Regions from separate parts of the Mus musculus genome. Here region 1 is linked to region 2. A link is a contact called in public HiChIP or PLAC-seq data. All regions are on one chromosome and are shown on one strand. Each heading gives the region's core, a stretch centred on a gene start, on an enhancer-like site or on the middle of the called end of the contact. The rest is flanking DNA. Distances are from core to core; before and after follow the strand shown. Region 1 has its middle 28 kb from the start of Gm31586. Region 2 holds the start of Tspan3 (tetraspanin 3).

Region 1 (7,029 bases), core at 1,669-4,168, 660 kb before region 2:
ACAGAATGACTCTACCCCCATATATGCATTTTTTTTTTTAAAGTACATTTGGATTGTTCTGGGTGGTTTTTTTTTTTTTTTTTTCTTTTTTCTCTTTCCTTTATTCTAAATGGATCCGGCTGTTGTGAATCTCTTTTTTGGAAACTTCACTTTGATTTCATCATTCAAACTGTGGGTTTGGAGCTACTCAGAGCTTTCTGAGAGTTTGGCACAGCTCCTGCCTCAGGATTCAGGCCGCTTACCCAGGCAGCCCAGCCTCTTAGCAGCGGAGGCCATTTCACAAACCCACTACTCCCCCCAGCCAGCCAGCTAATGAGCAAAGACAGGACAGCACTCCTGCGAGCTGCCGCTGCTTCTTGAACCTCTTGTCTTTCAACAGGAAGCAGGGCCATTGTGCCGTGGAGGACAGCACATCACGCATCAGGCTTTGGGGATGAAACATACATTGTGCCGCGTACTGCAGATAGGAAGAATAATGCATTCATTTGCAGAGCACACGTTCATTTAGTTCCTTTTATGTGCCCAGCTCTGTTAGACTCTGACCACAAAGAGACATTACCTGCCCTTGAGAAGTTCACAGTCTAGTTAGGGACATGGCACATTAGTAGACATGTCATGGTGCTGGCTAATACTTGAGATGATTGAGTGCGTAAACGTCATAGTGATTTTGGAAATACAGATGGGTTTCGTCGTAGAGACATCCAGGTCCCCCTCTTCCCTCCCTTTCTCCTTCCTTCCCTCCCTCCATCCTTTTTCTCTCCTGGATGTGATTTTACTTATATGGATTCAACATCCTCTGCACTGGAAAATAACACAAGTTTAGACCTTGATTGGTGGATTTTCATTTTTACAGCTTGTAAAGTTGCTAAGCTAATACCTATGCCTTAACTTCTAGTTGAGTAATTTTAAAATGTCCTTAGAGAGATGAAGTGGTTACAGCTATCCCAATGTCTGTGATTTCTTCCAATTTCTTTTTAAAAAATACTTATTTATTTTATGTATATGAATACACTGTAGCTGTCTTCAGACACACCAGAAGAGGGCATCAGATCTCATTACAGATGGTTGTGAGTCTCCATGTGGATGCTGGGAATTGAATTCAGGACCTCTGGAAGAGCAGTCAGTGCTCTTAACCACTGAGCCATCTCTCCAGCCCTTCTTCCAACTTATCTGCCCCATCCACTACCCTTTCTCTCCATGGTTGCTCATGGACCAGACTATCACTGTAGTCTCTTGGAGGTTAACATGAAGCTTGACCCTAATGTTAGAGCCAGGCCCCTCCTGCTTTGAAGGCCTGGCTTGCCTTCAGATCTAAACTGCAGGGGAAATCACCCAAATTCTATTTCTGTTCAGCAATGCACTTGTTGTTGCTATTTTAATTAAGAATATAAGTATTCCTGTAGGCCGGGGATGACTGGGGGACCTGTTTTGTGATGACTTAGCCTGCCCTGTCTGGCCTCACTTCCACAGACGTATTGTCTGTAGCCACAAGTTGAGTAATTTGCTGCAGGCAGCTCAGGAGATGTGGATGGCCGGAGGAAGGTGGCTCTAACTCTTGTGTTGGAACATGGTTGAGTGGTACCACGGAGAGGCTAGGGTCTTGGTGCAGGCTTACCTCAGCAGAATCTTGAAGAATCAGAGGTGTCAGACAGGACATGGTGCTGTTGAGGCCAAGAGTCTTCTGCAGTGGCCATGACAAGGGTCAGTGCAGAGGACGAGATGTGGTGGTAGGGACATTACTCACGTGTCTTCGTCTTCTCATATCCTACAGACATGGCTTCCTGAAACCAGGGAATGATGGTCAGGGCTTTGGGTGGCAGGTAACAGGTTTTTGAAGAAATCACATACATGCCCATATATGCATGTATATTTGATACTTATGTATGCATGTATCTGTACCTACTGGTTATCCATTCTAAATTATACAATCTGGTGGCATGAAGGACACGAGGCTGCCCTTAAAGACTTACAGTTTAGTGTAGGACCCAGCACATTCTGAGCTAATTTATGGTACGGTTCAACACATAAGCTGTGCAGGTAACATTCTTCCCCATACCTGAAATGTTCTCATCATTCCGAACAGAAAAGCTGCACTCATTAAACAGTGAGATCCCAGCTCCTTCCTCCAGCCCCTGGACACCTCTCTTCTGCTTTTTGTGAAATTTTCTATTGTAGTGATTATGCAACATGTATTTGCGTGTGTGTGTGTCTGATTTATTTCATTTGGTATAATGATTTTGAGTTTCATCTATATTACATGAATCAGAATGTCCTCGCTGTACAGAGATGAATAACATTATCGATAGAATTTTTACTTTTTTTCTGGAAGCACTGGGTTGCTGGGCAGAGTTTTCTATGGGGAACCACAGAGGGGCACCTGCTGCATAGGATGCCCTCTGTCTCTTCACGGGGGCATGGGGACAAGGTGGATCCCTCAAGAGTTGTGGAAAGGATGTTATCATACCTGGCGCTGTCTCTCCTCATCTTCCCCGCCTCCTTTGAAGCCACTCAGGTAATTTCTGTGTTCTGTGTGTCTGCCACTGAACACCAAGCCTGCTGTTTCTTGGGCCTTTGGCTAGTATGGACTATATGTGAGCCTTCTGGGATTGCAGGCTCTTTTTGTCTCTCCTCTGCACCAGCCCCCTGAGGGTGGGTGGTGGCTGAGGCCTCAGAGGATGCTGGACTGGGGGAAAAAGGAGATCAGGTTTCTCCCGCCCCTGCTGCTGCCTGCCAGGCTGCCTCACCCCTTTGGCCCCCCTGGCAAGTTTCATCTATGAAGCTGGGGTTGAAGGAGACAGAACAAGCCCCAGGGGTGCCAATAACAGGGTTATAATCCAGCGGGATGAGACTGAGCTCTCTGGAGCCTCATAGCGTTTTTCCAGGCCCGGCCACTTTATTACCGTAGTGCTGAGTGATGGGGCTCAGGGGAGCTGTGGCTCCAGAAGCCGCACCCGCCACGCTCGCGGCTCCCGATTGATCAAGCTGCAATTGGGCAGAGCGAATTCATGCAGCTTCCTGCCATCCTCTGTTCTGTTCCCGGCTCCTCTCCCCTCCTCCTCAGGCTTCCCCTTTGGGCAGCGGGGATTTGGTCCCCATGGCTCTAGGGTGTGTATGCGTGCGTGTGCGCGGTGCACAGCCTGGGACCTCGGGCAGCAGGCTGGTCCTTTCTAAGCCTCCACTGGCTTTTCAGAGCAGATGGGTGTTGGACTAGTCGTATTCTGTCGCTTTGACTGCTTTACGGATTTTTTGGGTTAAGATAGGGTTTTACACATCAGGGTGCCTTTGAACTACGTGTGTAGCCAACAATGACCTTGTGTCATCTCCTGAATGTTTGCCTTCACTTACCAAGTGACATAAGACAACACACACACACACACACACACACACACACACACACACACACACACACACACAGAGAGAGAGAGAGAGAGAGAGAGAGAGAGAGAGAGAGAGAGAGAGAGACGCCTGCTTCAGAGTCAATTGCACTTTGCAGAATTTGGGTGAACAGAGGCTACGGTAACATGCAAATCTCCACCAGAGGGCACCCCCTTTTCCTTTCTGGAGAAAGATTTGTCCCGGGCCTGGTGAGTAAGGGACCTACTCCCTCTAAAGCTGTGCTTCTGGGGAAATCAAATGCCAAAAAGTGGCTCAGTAAAAGGGTTCAGCCCACCCAGTGACAGATGGGATAGTGCAGGCCTGTAGAGAACCCAGAGCCATATCTAGCTTTGCTCTAAGGAACTCACAGAAAGCTGTCAGGAGTCTGTGTGCTCTGCAAGCTCCCTGGGGGAAGGACATTTCACAGATGAGGAAGTTTACCAGGCTAGGGGGTTTTATAGGCTCAATATTGGTCCAAGTCACTCTCAAGAGCAGTTGTCAATGATTTACTTTCTTCCCAAGCAGATGAAAATACTAACTAAAGGACACAAGGCCTGGCATTAAGCAGCCACAAAGATAAACAGTGATTTCCTTAACAAGACCCACTCCCGCACCCCATATACCATCGTGAATACTTTCTGTCTGGTCCTATAAGAAAGCCCTCCTGCTGTCTACCTCATACAGCAGGTGTGATGAAGCAGGCTCTGGCAGTCCCTGCTCCTACTTCTCAGGGTAGGTAGGGGCTAGGCACTGTTCCCTGGGGCCCTGTGAGTTGTATGCATAAGCTTGGTCTGAATTGTCTGAGCCAGGAGACTTCAAGGCAAGATCCTTAGCAGTTCTCCCAGGAGAGGTGGGGAGATGTAGGGAATGATGGAGTGAGGGGAAGAGGGGGAGGCAAGAGCCTGCACATCGCTGACCCTCAGAGATGGCCCTGTCCTCTTCCCACGGCATTGATGGGTGAGAGGATCACCCTGAGATGAAAGTCTTAAAAGTCATTTGACACAGATTGCTTCTCCCACGCAGTGTTCAGACATTCATGTGGGGCTGACAAGATGGCCCAGTTGGTAAAGGAAGCAGCTCTCAAGTCTGACAGCCTAAAGTTGATCCTTGGAAACCACGTGTCGGAAGAAGAGAAGTGGCTTGCTTGGGTTGTCTCTGATCTCTATGTGTGCACACAGCACCCACCCCTGCCCTCTCCTTTTCCCCCTCTCTACCATCCAAATAAGTAAATACACATAAAAAAATATCATGCCTACATTTAAACCAGGCAGAGCGAGTGGTACATTCCAGAACTTAGAAGGTAGAGAGAGATAGGAGAATCCGCAGCTAAAGGCTAGCCTTGGCTACACAACGAGTTTGAAGGAACCTCAGCTATATGACCCCTTGTCCTAAAAGAATCAACCAGTCAACCGTCAGTCAGAACTTATCACCAGACCTCCCAAGGAAAGATCAGACTGCTCAAACAAATAATCACTTTTCAGATAGACAAGGTCAAAATGAAAAATTTATAGTGTACAAAGAAATAGCTTCTGCATGGCTGATGTGAGAAGCATAATCGGCCAACGCCTGCACCTCAGGTGTGTGTTTTCTGCTTCTTACTAATAACATATTGGATGTTTTCTTTCTTCTTGGTAACTTGGGCCTGATACTTTGTTCTTTAATTGTAGTGTGCGTGTGCGTGTGCGTGTGGTGCGTGTGTGTGTGTGTGTGTGTGTGTGTGTGAGTGTGCCACAGGACTTCTATGGAGGTCAGAGATAGCAGAGGGAGTTTCTTCTTTTCCTTCCGCTGTGTAGGTCCTGGGAGTCGAGCTCAGTTTGTCGGGCTCACTGGCTTTATTTTGTTCTCTTCCTCCCTTTTTCAGTTAGATAAGTACTTTCCCTGTGCTTCTTTCTGTACTCTACAAACCCACTCATTTCCAGATTGCTTTAGTTGTGCGTCGAATGCTGCATATTATATTCATAATCTTTTGTGGTTACTATATCTTTTTTTTGCCAAAAATTTTATTGTTGTGAAATAAACCTAATATAAAATTTATCCTTTGACTCCTTTTAGATGCACAGCTCAGTGGCATGTACGCTCGATGCTCCGAGCTACTGCTACTGTCTGTTCCATGTTTCTTCCTCTTGTAAAAAACACAACTTTTTCCACTAAGCAGTGACTCTCCATTTCTCGTCTCTCTTTGATCTCGGCAATCACCGTTCTATGTACTTTAGGGAGAATTATTTTTTTAAGTTTCATTTATTGGTGTGTGTGTGTGTGTGGGGGGTTTCATGGTGCACATGTGTGTTCCTGGGCTTGTACTCGGGTTGCCAAAGTTACAAAGCAAATAGTGTTGCCTGATGCTGATCTTACAGGGCCCTACTCACTGTCTTCAAGTACTTCACACAGAAGCAGAATCTTAGCATGTTGATCTCTGTAAAGTGCCTTATAGAACTTGGCACATGTCCTCAGTGTTCAGGATGCTGCATTTGCTGTCAGGCTTTTTTTTTTTTTCTCCCTGAGGGGCTAGAAATACATCCAAGGGCCTTGTGCATGCTCTGTAAGCACACTACTGGAGTTGTACTCCACTCCACAAACCCTTAAAGGTTCCTCCCTCCTTCCCCCTCCCTCCCTGTTTTAGTCAGGGTTTCTACTCCTGCACAAACATCATGACCAAGAAGCAAGTTGGGGAGGAAAGGGTTTATTCAGTTTACACTTCCACATTGCTGTTCATCACCAAAGGAAGTCAGGACTGGAACTCAAGCAGGTCAGGAAGCAGGAGCTGATGCAGAGGCCATGGAGGGGTGCTACTTACTGGCTTGATTATACCCCTGGCTTGCTCAGCTTGCTTTTTTTTTTTTTTTTAGAACTCAAGACTACCAGCCCAGAGATGGCACCACCCACAATGGGCCCTCCCCACCTCTATCACTAATTGAGAAAATGCTGGATCTCATGGAGGCATTTCCTCAAGGGAGGCTCCTTTCTCTGTGATAAGACCAGCTTGTGTCAAGTTGCCACACAAAACCAGCCAATAAACTTCCTTTCCTTTTTACACAAATTCTTACTCTGTAGTCCTGGTTGACCTGGGACTCACTGTTTAGATTAGGCTGGTCTTGAATTTAGAGATCTGTCTGCCTCTGCACCCTGAGTGATGGGACTAAGGGTGCCCCATCATGCCAGGCTGTTTTCTTTCTCTTTAAAAATCTGTGTAACAGTCTGCCACGTGATTTCATTGGCTTATCTATTCTGCTGATGGGTATTTGGGGGCTCTCTTGTTTTATCTATTTCAGATAGTGTGGAGGTGAACATCGGAGCATAGATGTCTCTCAAGAGCCTATCTTAAATTCTTTTGAGAACACAGGATTGTTGGATCTCACTGTTACCTGAATTCTAACTTTTCCAGGAATTTCTGCCCGTTCCCACTATGACTAGACCACTTCACAGTCTCTTCAGTAGGGGATTTCGTTCAAGATGTAAAATACAGTCTCAATATAATTAAAAGGGTAGATAGCCCACAGAGCATACTCTATCACCACGACAGCATGAACTTAGAAGTCAATCATTAGAGGAAAATGGGAAATTTCACAGATTTGTATACGTTTAAGCATGATCTGGAGCAACCAGTGGCTCAAAGAAGAAATCACAGGGGATTTGAAAAATATCTAGAGATAAATG
Region 2 (7,177 bases), core at 2,332-4,831:
AGTGAGCGCCATCAGAAGGAAAGTGTGCCATACAGCTTCTCTCTGAGACAAAAGCTCACTTTAAATAAACAGGCATTAATTCAGCCCTTCCAACAGTTGAATATGGTGACATAATCCTGTCATCCCAGCTACTGGAAAGGCTGAGTCAAGAAGACTTTGTTGAGTTCAAGACCTGCCCGAGTAATTTAAATAAACCCTGTCTCAAAACTAAAGAAGGGCTGGGGTGGCAGAAGTCAACATACGGGAAGCGCCGGGCTCCAACCCAGCTACCCACCATCTCACACTCAGAGGAAATGCCCCACAAAGACCCAGCGCTTCCACAGTAGCAGTCTTGAGAAGGGTTTGTTGAGGATGAACCCCATGGCAAATTGGCTGCCTCGCAGGTGTGTAATCCGTCCCTCGTAACTGGCAAGGGCACTTTCCTTGATACTGTGGGGCAGTGGCACAGTGGGGGACCAGAGCAAGTGGAAGCTTGGGAGTGGAAGTCAGAAGTACAGCCACTTGCTACAGACAAGTGTTCTGTTGCCCCGATGACACCTGGGTGCTGTTAGACTTGTACACCCTGAATCAGACCCTGCCCCTGAATGGCAGAGTCTCAAGTGACCTTACACCCAGAGAACTCAGAAACAGTGTGCAGGATGAGTCTTTCCGGAACTTGGGGGGATGGGCTTCAGGAAAGGAGGGCAGAGGGGGAGACTGAGTGGGAGAATCAAGTGTTAAGTGAGATTTTTGTTTCTAAAATGGTCAATACGGCTATGCTTACCAGCTCAGAACAGTGTTGTGCAACCCGGCAGTGTATTAGAGCTGTGAGGGATTTCCTGACACCCACCCTAGGAGAGTCTAATGAGGTGTTTCTGCACAGCCCAGGCGATTCCCCTGGGGCAGGGGGCAAGAAGAAGACACAGGGAAGCAGGTAGAATGGAAGAGAAGCCCTGGTAATGAGAAGAGATGGGCCCTCCCTGGAGACATAAGAGAGGTGGGGTGAAGACAGGGAGAACACACCACAGTGTGGGAGGCAAGGAGGAGAAATAGGAAGAGGGAAGCAGAGAGGAGTTGGGGTTTGGACGGCTGGGGCATCGAGGACATGGACTTTCAAAGTATACCAGAGACCTGTGATTTTCCTGTTTTTAAAAACTCGTATGGGGCAGCAAAAATGGTAGTTTCATAATTTCAATCAGACAATATCACTAGCCTGCTCAGAGATTGGAGCATCTTCTCTTTATACGCAGATTGGACCCAGGTGTGTATAATCTCCCCACATCATGCCTTTAATCCCAGCATAGTGGGCTGGAGAGAGGGCTCAGGGTTGAGAGCACTGGCTGCTCTCCCAGAGGATCTGGGTCCAATTCCCAGCACCTGCATAGCAGCTCACAACTGTCTGTCACTCCAGTTCATGGGGATTCTGACACCCTTAGACAAAGCACCCAAAGCACATATCAATCAATCAATCAATCAATCAATCAATCAATCTTTTTAAAACAATCCCAGCAAAGGGAAGCATATCTCTGTGAGGTCTGGGGCAGGTCTACATAGAGTGCAGGACATCGAGGGCTACATAGACTAACCCTTCCTCAAACAAAACAAAACAAAACAAAGCACACAGACATCTTCGAGACATGGCCTTGCTGACTTATTTCTCTGTGCTGACCTCCAGCAGCACACTAGGCTCTCTGGTGAGTTGTTTTTTCTTTTTTTTTTTCATAGAGCACAGCAACTGTGATCCTGCCCCAGGGCCTTTGCACTGGCCATGTCTATCTCTGGGCTGTTCTCCAAGTGATCGCTTGGTTTGTTCCTCACTTCATATGATCCTCCCCCAGAGGACTCTCCTTAGAGTGTACCCTCCTGGGGTACGGGACTATGTTCTGAGCCAAACTCCCCTATCTTTATCAGGTCAGCTGGGCCCCATTACAAAAGATCATCACAGCTGGGCTTGTTCACAGTTGACATTCTTTCAAAGAGGAGTGAGGCGGGCTCTGGGACCCTTACCTGAGCTGCCAGTCACTCTTCCCAACCCGTTGTATACAATTCTACCTTAATTGTGGCCTTGGAAAGGACTAGGGGAGGGGGTGCCATCTATTCAGTGGGGGTTGGGGGACATCATCCATGTTGGGCACAGACCTTTCAGAATGGCTGCTTTAAGGTCATCCATTCTCCTGTTCATAACTCCTCACCTTTTGCTCTCAAGTAAGTCTTATATTAGTGAGCATTGGTGTACCCAGGTTTGTCACTGGGACCTGGGGAGGAGGGGTGGATGTTATTTATATCTCTCCCTGAGAATGGATTTAGCTGCACCTGTCACTCAGTACAGTGTTCTAGGTCTGACCCAACCATCGCGTCTCATGTCTGCTTGCCTCTTTGCTCATGGTATATCTACCCTCTTCTACTGGAATGAAAACCCCACATGGGCAAGCATTGTCTTCTTCCTCATGGTGGAATGCCATCACCTAGAATAGGTGCAGAGTGAGGTCTTGGGAACATGAGTGGGTCTTTGATAACATGGACATTGCTTGATACAGATGAATAGGATGCTGAGGTGCTTGGGTATTTCTGTGAATGCCCAGGGAAGATGATGAACCAGGGAGGCTACAGGAAAAAGAGATGTTTGAGGACAGGTAAAGAGGTCCCGAGTAAGGGAGAGTGCAGGACAGTGGCAGAAGTACTGTGTGTGGCTGAGGTGGCTTCTGCATTAGATCACTCTTCTATGTGTGGCTGCAGGCAAGTTTGGCATCCTTTCTAACCCTTAATTACCCTACCAGTAAAATTAGTCTGACAGTCATCTGAAGCTGGGGGAGGGGTAGTGGCATGAATGAACTAATAGTTAAAAGAAGCTAATATGCATGCAGCCAGCAGAGCGGAGGTCACATTGCCACCAAAGCTGATGACCTGGGACCCACAGGGTGGAAGTAAAGAACTGACTCCCAAAGTTGTCTTCTGACCTTTACTTCTGTGCTGTGGGATGTTTGTGGGTGCACACGCACATGCTCACACAGACACACACACACAGACACACACTCCGTTTTTATTTTTAAGGTGCTAATTGCTACCATTCATTTAAGATTACAGGAAAGAGCGCACATGTCAACATGTATGAAGATGTATCTGTAATTGCAAATCTCAGTCCAAAGAATAGAGCTGAAAGGGTGGCTGCCTTGCCCAACCATCTCTGCTTTGCTAGTGCGCCAGTGTTTTCTCCTTTCCTGATGATTTTTTTTTATCAGAGCTAGCAGAGCTTCTGGCATACTAAATTCTTCATAATCGTGTGTTGATGTCCACCGTATTTCTTCCCAACTTATATGGGGTGCTGCTTAGGTATCATGCAGTCACGAAAATCCTCATGTGAGGTGGGTCTTTCTAGGGAAGAGTAGTTAACAGAACAGAATTCTGTGGTCTTCCAGTCATTTGGTCTTGTAAAAGTAACTCAATAAGACGGGGAACGTGTTTGTCCCACTAGAAATTCCCCAGAAGAGGATTCTACACTCAAGGACGGTCAGAGGCCAGAAGAAAAGGCGCGGAGGCGTCGGCTCCTTTAAGAGGCGAGGCCACCTCGTTCTCCGCGGCGCTGATTGGCAGAAGCGGCCGCAGACGCGGGACTTAGTTGCCTGGGAACGGCCTAGGGGGCCTGCGGCGGGCTGCACGCAGCTGCGAGGTGCTTGCTGGGGCGGCGCGGGGGTCTGCGGGAACGCGGCTCGGGCCCAGCAGTTCTCAGCAGAGCCGCCGGCGCCATTGCCTTCTCGCTCGGTGAGCGCCGCTCCGCTCGCCCAGCCGGGCCTCCGCCGGCCGCCGGCACCATGGGCCAATGCGGCATCACCTCCTCTAAGACCGTGCTGGTCTTCCTCAACCTCATCTTCTGGGTGAGCTGGCGGGGAGACCGGACAGGGGAGGCCTCTGTGCGGCGCGTGGGGACCAGGCGGGCGCGGGAGCCGGCCGAGGGGTCGCCCGGGCCCTGCGGCCTCGGAGCTCTTGGTGAGGTCCTTCCAGGGCCCAGCAGAGGCCAGGACGGTGCCGACCGGAGGTCCCGGGGGGCCTCCGGTCCGCTGGCACGGTGCCAGGGTTACGCGGGTCGCCGCGGCGTGAGCCTGCGGGTCGCTCTGTTCTCAGGGCTGAGTCTGTCGGGACGCCAGGCCCGAAATGGGATACTCCCCTGTGAGTCGGGTCCGCTGTCTTTGTCTGAGTCCTCGCAGAGCCAGCGGCTGTCCCCAGGTCATGTAGCAGCTACGTGGGGACGCCTGTCGAGTCCCGGGCCAGGAATTTCGGCTTAGAGCTCTTTGTATAGAGTTGGTTGGCTGGTAAGCAGCCCAGAAAACGGAAAGGATTCAGCGTGAAACAGCAGAGCATTTCTTTGATCAAGAAAATCGCTGTTGTGGGGATGGGTAGCCTGAGGTTATAAACCCTTTTAAATGTATCAGCTGCCAGGAGATTTTTAAAGCAACCAATTCACTTCTATAAAAGGTTGCTCTTTGGAGGGGCTCGGGAAACCTGGCCCCAGAGAAAGTGCTTATAACCGACCTGTCTTGAGTCAGGTCATTATCTCACCTGGGACTTTTTACTAACCTGTTGTTCTTTGGCCCTCTCCTCCGTCTTGAATCCTTCTGGACTTTGCACCAGGAAAAAAAACTATCAAAAATGTCGTCTATCACATCTTTTTTTGTTTCTTAAAAAAAAAAAAAAGAACAGCTTAATATTAGAACAGTTCAACCTTTTTACTTTGGTACTCTTACTTAAAGTCTGGTAGTGTACTGCAGTATGACCCACACACTACTGTTGGGTGTTTTCTGATAAATTATTAATTATGGGCACACTACTGGTGATTTGGGACCCAACTGACCCTCAGGTTCTCAGGCTGGGATCAAGTTTCCTTTTTCCCAGGTTTGTTATAAACATTTGCCATGGGCAGTTTTCCCTGTCCACAGTACTCAGGATAGTCTTTGAACAGTCCCACTGAGCATACTTTAGTATATCATCACCCACCCCCACCACTTCCCACTCAGCTCCTGTCTCGGAAAGTATGCACATCTATTCTGGAAAGACTTCCCATTCCTCTGGCCTCTAACAAAGAATGAAACCTTTCATGTCCCAATTGCTGGTAGCTTAAAAGGATGATCTGGATAACGAGGCACTTGTGATTATTTGTGCAGGAGACTTGTGATTGGCCTCAGACAGAGCTGTTTGAAATCACCTGTGTGACATTGGGATTCCTGAAATTTCATTTCCCATTTAGAACAGATGTTCCTCATACTTTAAATTACATGCCTGTTTAAAAGGAAAAGTACAATTTCAGAGATCCCAAGTGAAAAACATTTAGTAGCTAATGAGACCCTTAAGAGACAGATACTTTATTTATTTATTTATTTATTTAGGGACAGGGTCTTTCTATGTGGTGCTAGCTGCCCTAGAACTCACTCTGTAGACCAGACTGGTGTTCAACTCAGAGATCCATCTGCCTCCGCCTCTGCCTCTACTTGTGTGTGCCACCATGTCTGGCTTGAGGTAGATAATTTGTATCCATAATAGTTCCTTGTGGAGTTATGGCATTAACTATTTGGTTTTGAAGAATGTTTTTTAGGTGAACTCTAGGCCATTCACACTGAAAGCCTATCTGTGTTAATCTGAGAAAATCCTGGAAATACAGGAGTGGTTTTCTTTAAATAATCAAAAGATTATTATATAATGTATATATGTGTGTGTGTGTATATGTATATATGTGTGTGTGTATATATATATAATGTATATATATCAGTTAATTCTTAATTCTGAAAGATTGCTTCTGAATCTTTGGAAAATGTATAAATATATTCACTCTAGTGAAAGTTATGTTGTGAACTTCTTAGTTCTTGCTGAGGCCAACATTGTATTGTTCATATAGTATACCTTTTATTTGAGTTAGTAATAGTAAAACTTTTGTGAGTGTTGAGAAGGAAGTTAAGCAGAAAATGGGGGAAAATACAATACAGTATAAACAGAGACAGCAGTATTTTAGTGTCAGGGCCAGTGTTCAAACCCAGGTTGTCCCATTGCTAGAGCCTGTGGTGTTAGAGGAACTTGTGCCTTCACGAGACTTGGAAAGGGCATGAGACTTGGGGATGACAGTTGTTAGGCCACAGTAGAGGCTCTTTTCTCTAAAATGTACTACGTTCACAATAATGTTTAGAAATTGTACCCACACTTAAACTAGTTAGCTCACTTTGCTAAAGAGTTTAAGTCCAGGAGGAAGTGCATTGAATTGTTAACAGGTTCATCTTGAGAAGTTGGAATACATCCTTCATTGTATTGCGTGTGTTCTTAGAAGTAGCCCCTCCCTCCTTGTACACGGAGAAATGTGTAACTGGAAGGGCAGGGATCCTCTGTACAGACAGCTCATCAGGTTGGTCCAGTGTAGATCCCCTGGGTAGCTTGCTTAGACTGAATCTCACTGTTGGGACTGGCTGACCCTTGGTTAAGTGCTAAAGTTTAATTGCTTTGGCAGAGCCTTATATCTTGATATACTGGTATCAAGTGACCTGTGATATGGAAATACAGTCTTACCAGTACACAGGCTTTCAGTAATGTGATTGCCAAACCTGTTAATGTAGATTTAGTGTAGTTTGTACAGTGTATCTCTTAAAAGAGAGACCGTTGCTTTTTTTCTTCTGTGTGTGAGCATGCATTCAGCATCACATATGTACATTCCACAGCATGCATACACACATATGTACACACATATGTCCACAACATGCATATGTGTGGGTGAGAGGGTGGCTTACAGGGAGTTGTTTCTCCTACCATGTGAGCCCAAGGAGTAGTCAGTCTTGGTGGCTGTTTCTAAAATTCTCTTCTTCAGCAAATTCCTAGGATATTAGTGCTTATAGCTTGAATGATAGTTTTGGACAAGGTTTTTTATTTTTTTAATGGCAACTTAGCACTTTAAAAACGTTTTAAAGCAGGGCATGGTGGTGCACGCCTTTAATCCTAGTACTTGGGAGGCAGAGGCAGGCAGATTTCTGAGTTTGAGGCCAGCCTGGTCTACAGATTGAGTTCCAGGACAGCCAGGGCTACACAGAGAAACCCTGTCTCAACAACAACAACAACAACAACAACAAAAATGTTTTAAACATTTAGAATGTTATGTGTATGGGTGTTTTCCTGTGTGTGTGTCTGTACCATTTCTATATCTGATATCCATGAAGGCCAGAAAGAGGGT

The links. HiChIP or PLAC-seq counts read pairs in DNA pulled down with a chosen protein or histone mark.
Region 1: a contact with region 2 is called in an H3K4me3 HiChIP or PLAC-seq map of forebrain, with 5 times the contacts expected there. The contact joins the enhancer-like site here to the promoter of Tspan3 in region 2. A contact is called at or near these places in 9 of 39 promoter capture datasets (the 3T3-L1 cell line, the C10 cell line, cranial neural crest and 5 more), 3 of 115 datasets of contacts at active chromatin or transcription factors (astrocytes, embryonic stem cells and forebrain) and 1 of 9 other capture datasets (embryonic stem cells).

What each region holds. Positions count from the first base shown.
Region 1 is chr9:56,821,635-56,828,663 of GRCm38.p6, reverse strand. No RefSeq gene overlaps it. Among named protein-coding and RNA genes, the nearest start is that of Gm31586, 28 kb to the right of the region's middle. Within about 2 kb of position 2,918, at least 37 of the 459 cell types and tissues checked have an H3K27ac peak or open chromatin away from gene starts, as enhancers often do. A contact at or near this core is called in forebrain and hippocampal neurons, where this site is marked.
Region 2 is chr9:56,157,474-56,164,650 of GRCm38.p6, reverse strand. Tspan3 (tetraspanin 3) reads left to right here and starts at 3,581. Exons shown (of 7, transcript NM_019793.3): 1 at 3,581-3,851. The coding sequence starts at 3,789.